Linked DNA regions of Gossypium hirsutum: region 1 is linked to region 2. The links are chromatin contacts, called in public Hi-C maps. All regions are on one chromosome and are shown on one strand. Each heading gives the region's core, a stretch centred on a gene start, on an enhancer-like site or on the middle of the called end of the contact. The rest is flanking DNA. Distances are from core to core; before and after follow the strand shown.

Region 1 (3,082 bases), core at 38-2,537, 170 kb before region 2:
TTTTAACGGTCAACGTGAGTAATGACAGGAATCGTTAACGGAGGGGCTTAATTGATTATTTTAGTTAATAGAAAGGACTTAATTGAGTGCGAATTTATTGCATAAACTTAATTGAATTTTTTTGCATATTTTAATGATTATTTTTGACATATAAGCTTTTTTTTATGAAATTGTCTTTTTTAAAAAAAACAAAAGACCATTTTTTTAAAGAAAAAAACTCCCTTATAAGTAATATAATATTTACATAAAATTAATTTGAATTGAGTAAAATATTATTATGTTAATAATAATTTTCATTTTAAAAATATTAAAATATTGATATCTAATATTATAATATTATTTTGATAATAGACTTCAACATTAATAATTATTTTAATTTTTAAATAGTATTCTTAATATTTTATTGAAAAATATTTTTTATTAATTTATTATTATTAAATATATAAATGATAATTTTTAAATATTTAGTAATAATATTTTAATAGTGTAAATGAATATTTGTTTTCATTTATCCTTTTGGCTCCGGTGTTTTCACCGTCCAACATCATACCTATAACTTCAAATTAAGTTAATATTAAATTTATATGAGATAATATAGTCATTACTAGTTTGTCAAACGGCAATATTTCCATAATATTTTATAATTTTTATTATGCATTTTTATTTAAAATAACTTTGAAAAATGATTTTTAAAAAAATCAAATGATTACGTGGAATCATCCAAATATAATAAAATATCAAAATTTTTCTGTAAGCAATTTTCAGTCAAAGTTTAAGATTTCTTTACATAGTCCTTATATTTTTATTTTTAATAATTAAGTCTTTCTACTTTTTAAATTTCAAATTTTAGATCTAATTATTAAGTTGTTAATTTTTTTCTTAACTTTATTGATGCAATATTTTGAAATTTTAAAAGAAAATCTCACTTCACGGCCATGTTAACAATTGAACATGTATTTTTAAATCTGAAAAGCAGAGGGACTAAATTCATTAAAATAAAAGTAAGAGGAATAAAGTTCATATGTACAAAGAATACAAGGACTTGAAGCACATTTTAACCTTAATTAATATATTTTGAAGTTTAGTAGTAATTTTAGAATCTAAATCTGGTTGCAATTAGTCCATATATATATAGAACACTAGAAAAGCACGTGAATGAACCAAATAAAAAAGTTTCTGGTCAAATATCACAATATTATAGACAGCCGGGCGCACGAGGCAAAATAATTTTTTTCTTTTTTCTCTTTTAATAAAAACCAATAGAAAAAGCTTTAATAAAAACCAATATCACATTTACTTGGCTTTGCGGCTTTACCCTACGACGAAAGCGACCCGACGGAGCTCTCAACTGAAAATCAACTAATTTACCTACCTAAGTAATCTAGTTGGATAGTCACTGAAGAAGAAGAAGACAATTTTACTCAGAATCGAGATTTATTTTTTTGAAAACTAGCAAAGGATGGCAGTTTTAACGATGGAAACGTTGCCTTTAGGGTTTAGGTTCAGGCCGACTGATGAGGAGCTCATCAATCATTACCTTAGATTGAAGATCAACGGTCGTCATTCCGAGGTTGGTGTCATTCCTGAAATCGATGTCTGCAAATGGGAGCCATGGGATTTGCCTGGTATTTCTTTTTTTCTCTTTTTCTTTTGCGTAAGAAAGAAATTATTGGTTTAAGTATTGTTTTGATTCTTTGATACCTTAGCCTTAGCCAAAGCGTCAGCTGAAAATTTTGCTTTATTCGCTCAATATATGAAATTAATATACATTTTATTTCATAAATTCGATTCCTCCAACTTGCAATTTGAGGTAAACTTACGGGTTTTTTTTTTTTGAAATTCCTCTCTGCGAAAAAAAGTTTTTATGTTCCAAAATTAGTTAAATTCTGAATTTTTATTGCTGGGATGGTTGAATTTAAATACAGGACTGTCGGTGATAAAATCGGACGATCCAGAGTGGTTCTTCTTTTGCCCGCTTGATAGGAAGTACCCGAACAGCCATCGTTCCAACAGAGCTACGGATAAAGGATATTGGAAAGCAACGGGTAAGGATCGAACCATTAAGTCTAAAAAATCACTGATTGGCATGAAGAAGACTTTGGTTTTTTACAAGGGCCGTGCTCCCAAGGGCCAGCGTACTTACTGGATCATGCATGAGTACCGTCCCACTATAGAGGACCTTGATGGCACCGCCCCTGGCCAGGTTTTCCTTCTTAATTTTTAGGCTTGCTATTCTTAGTTAAGGGTTTGATTCAAATAAAAACAAGAATGACTATATGACTTGGACCCTTTTTCTTGGTGCAGAGTGCTTTTGTTCTATGTCGATTGTTTCATAAACCGGAAGAGAAGAATGATATTGTGAAGTACGATGAGGTTGAACAAACCGTATGTTCGGCTGCCATGACAAAATCTGCTCCTGATGATGATACATCATCGGATCTTCTCCAAGATACCATATCATCTGAGACACAAGCTCAGAATCCCGATACTTCCATGCGAAATGGTCAAATAACGGGTGACAGCTGCTGCAATAGTCATATGACTTCTGATGCAGAAGATCACGCAGCTGAAGAAACCTTGGTAGAAGTCAACAAGTTATCTATATTCTAGCATTGTTGCATGCATCATTGTTTTATATTGACTATACCATGACTCTTGACAAGAACTGTTTTCTTGCTTATTAACACAGAAATATCCGCTCTTGGGAAGCAATTCAGACTTGTATGAACCAAATTGTGATGAAATTGATTATAAAGTCTTCTCACCAATGAACTCACATTTTTTTGAAGATCTGCCGCCCTATATGGATTCCCCTTATGCAAGCGACTTTGGCCATGATCAAAATGGATCCCATTTCCAGGATGGGACTAGCAAACAAGATATATCTTTCCCATTGTTGGATGAGGCCTTGAATAACCGTGCTAACTTCTCTGAAGAGTCTAACAGTTGGAAAAACTTGGTTGCTGGAACCGAAATGCCCTTGTCTGGTAATGCATTCATTTCGAAGGCAATGCCACCAGAAACCTCCTATGTCAAAGAAAATGGCATATACAATGAAATGTTGCCAGTTCAGGTAAAGAGA
Region 2 (3,269 bases), core at 642-3,141:
TCTTAAACTTTTAATACATTTAATATTAATTCTTTTATATTTTTTGAAATTTATATAGTTTTTAGGATATTGAATTTTTTAATTTTTGAAAATAACTTCCATGTCTAACATATTTATTTTTTTAAAAACGCCACATCTAACATTTTTAGGTTACTATTAGTATAGTATAGATGTATAAATATAATATAGATATATTCTTAAAACTAAAAATAAAGCTCACTATTTAAAACCCATTGAGCCTGAAATTAAATTTATCAGCCCATTACGAAGAATGAGCCTCCCATTAAACCCAACTTAAAATGGATACCCTCTTCTCCAATAAGTATGCCGTACCCAATTCAATCCTATGTATGTGCCCAAATCCTTAGGCTGGATCAAACCCATCAACATCATTTAACTTGGGAAACTCTCAAATTTCCATTTTGATTTGTCAAAGGTTGTGGATTGCAACATCATAACAGTCTGTAATTGATGAAAGAAGTTAAAACACAGTTTAACATGAATAATTATTTGTCATAGAAACACAGTGCTTTGCAATGGTTACTTAAGTTGTCATTGGACCATAATAATTGACTTTAAATGGGTAAAATTCGGTACCCTAAAATTAAGAGGATTACTACTTCAAAAGATATACAAAGCCAATCAGCCAAGGTTTCTTCGAGCTTCTTTTTCCTTATAATCTCTTGCTTTCGTCCCTCAAATTGTATGTAACCCTTTTCAACAGCATGACGATTATTACTTCGTGAGCAATATAGAGCTTGGTTCAAGATGATTAAACTCTTGCCACCATTTACATATGCTCCACTAGTGTCCTCAATGTGCATACTTACCTCTTTCCATCTCAAATACCCTCGTTTTTCCTCTATGTTGCATCTTGCCACTATAAGACACTTGGCCAAGTTGTGAGGCAGTTGTAGGCTCTCTTGGACTGGGATAATGCACCCAAAATGTAGAATATAGTCACCATTAGAAGCCCATATTTTCTTCACCGACAATGGCTTCCAGCTTGATAGATTTCCAGCTTTTCCTCTCTTCTTGTCTAATAACACCCAACTTAATCGAATCCCTTCTTTTAGTTCATTGCAACGATCATCTGCTTTTCCCACAAGTGATACGAAGTCATGTCCATCGTCACCATCTTCAATATCTTCATCATTAATATCTGAAGGTACCACTTTGAATGGACAGTTCAATACCCAACTCATAAGACCAGTTGTTGTGTCATCATCTTGGCCGAAATCGGTTTCCATAGGTATGCCATCTAAGACACTGGAAGTAATACATTTTTCTCTATAATAAACATCTATAAACAAAGCAAAATTAGACGGAGAAATAAGGGTTGGTTGTATAGGAAAGTAATTGTTGGCATCTTTGTGATCATTCGAAATAAGAGGATAAGAATCAGCATAGAATCTGCGAAAACCATCCGTTGATGATGAAATAAGGTGTTGGGCTTCGTCGAGTGCAGTGGAAGGCCATGTGGAATTACACAATTGCTTCCATAACCTTTGGTTTCGAGCTATGCCTCGAAGGTCAGAACATGTGCAGGCAGCTGAGGCCAGGGTTGAACCATCTAGTCGAGCCATGATATCAGCTAGGATATCCCTGCTTAAGCACTTCAAATCACATTGCAAATGCTCCATTTTTTATTTTTATTTTTTGCCTACTATGGATACGCTCCCACTTGTTTATATAACAGTGATTTGACCCATCTATCCGTCCATAGAAATTGATGTATGACCATGAAACACACCATTGACCAACGTGATTCAAGTCAGTAGGCGCGTTTTACAGGGTTTAAATTTCTTCCATAAATCCGTGGGACAATCCACAATTAGGCCAAAGATAGTGAACCTCCAACTGCAGGGTTGGCTTGCCAACTTTGAAACTTTGCCAACTTCAAACAGCCAAATTCTTTAAATGGAAAACACCATTAGGTTCGTCCAAGCTATTAAGTTGTAACCTCTATACTAGACTGCCTAAGCCCGTAATTAAGTGATGGCTTTGTGAAGTTGAAAAGTCATTATCATATTAAATGAAAGATAATTGAGAGGTTCATCTTTGCTATTATTCATATTATTCCCTAATCACCCATCAATCAATTCAGTTCCAAAAAAAAAAAATCCATCTTAAATTTTTATTAGTATTGGATGCACCTTTAGTATATAAATTTATAATTAATAATTTTCTTTAACAGGTAATTAAATTTTTAACAAGTGTCATAACATTCACTAATTATATAAAAATTTATATGCTAGTTAACAAAAACAAATCAACTTTTAACTTAATTTGATTGATTCATTCTTAAGATATCATCAAATAATTAAATAGTCTTAATAATTTATATTATTAGGGTTGAGAGAATGGGATCAAAATGTTGGTTGCATAGAACTTCATGTATATGCTAGTTCATGGGGAATGGTTGTTACGGACGAAAAAGGAAAGCTGCCCAACATTTTGGCACTATTGTGAAAGAAATGGAAGCTCTTTATTGTGGACGAATTTCATTAAATAGAAGCAAAACTGCAATTAACCAGTTTAATTGATTCAAAGCTAAAGGCTTCTATATATTTAGGTACAATAGTTGCCCATAAACATTAAGGAAACCAAAATACGTGAAATCCAAGGCAAAAGTTCTTTGAATTTGCCGTCAAGAGGCAATGCATTAGTTTCAAGTAGGTTGGACATGGACCCTAATATTCTGTTAGACACAGTTCTCCTCCTTTATTAAAAATGGTCAAGAATTTGAAGGAATTCCCTACTATAATATGTTGGTGCAAAATTGTTTGTTGGTAATCTTGATTTGTTTATACTAAGATTGATTTTTATTCTAAGTTCAAGATTTATGGAATTTTTACTATCCTTTATTAAGAGGATATTAATGGACAAGATTGACAAATTGATATCAAGCAATATGATATGGTTTTAAAGCTATCTTATTCTCATTTCAAGGATATCTTATCACTATGATAGCGCTTGAAGTATTTTAATGGAAGCTTCATCCTCCATTGTGGAGGAAATAATAAAACACTACATAGTTCATCTTGGGAATCCATTTCACTGGTGTAAATATAAAGAAAACTATCCATCGATTGAGAGTGATTTTACCAACTTCAATAGGAGAGGTCGAGTGTTGAGACAATTTACATTAAGTGTAGGAGACAAAGGTTGCTGTTAGGATCGTCCCGAATAAGCAACGAACAAGTAAAAATAGTAGAAGAAATTGAGAAGATGAACACACAAATTTAACGTGGAAAAACCCCTCAAAA

What was found. Hi-C and Micro-C count contacts between places; a contact is called where the count stands out from the background.
Region 1: a Hi-C map of leaf shows a contact between it and region 2, with 3 times the contacts expected there. The contact joins the promoter of LOC107950123 here to the promoter of LOC107950125 in region 2. A contact is called at or near these places in 5 of 34 Hi-C or Micro-C datasets (callus, leaf and petal).

The regions. Positions count from the first base shown.
Region 1 is chrD03:36,121,374-36,124,455 of Gossypium_hirsutum_v2.1, reverse strand. It overlaps LOC107950123 (protein NTM1-like 9), which reads left to right and starts at 1,287. Exons shown (of 6, transcript XM_041090022.1): 1 at 1,287-1,625; 2 at 1,921-2,203; 3 at 2,305-2,580; 4 at 2,690-3,073. The coding sequence starts at 1,603.
Region 2 is chrD03:35,954,654-35,957,922 of Gossypium_hirsutum_v2.1, reverse strand. It overlaps LOC107950125 (probable F-box protein At2g36090), which reads right to left and starts at 1,891. Exons shown (of 1, transcript XM_016884899.2): 1 at 399-1,891. The coding sequence starts at 1,643. The coding sequence ends at 576.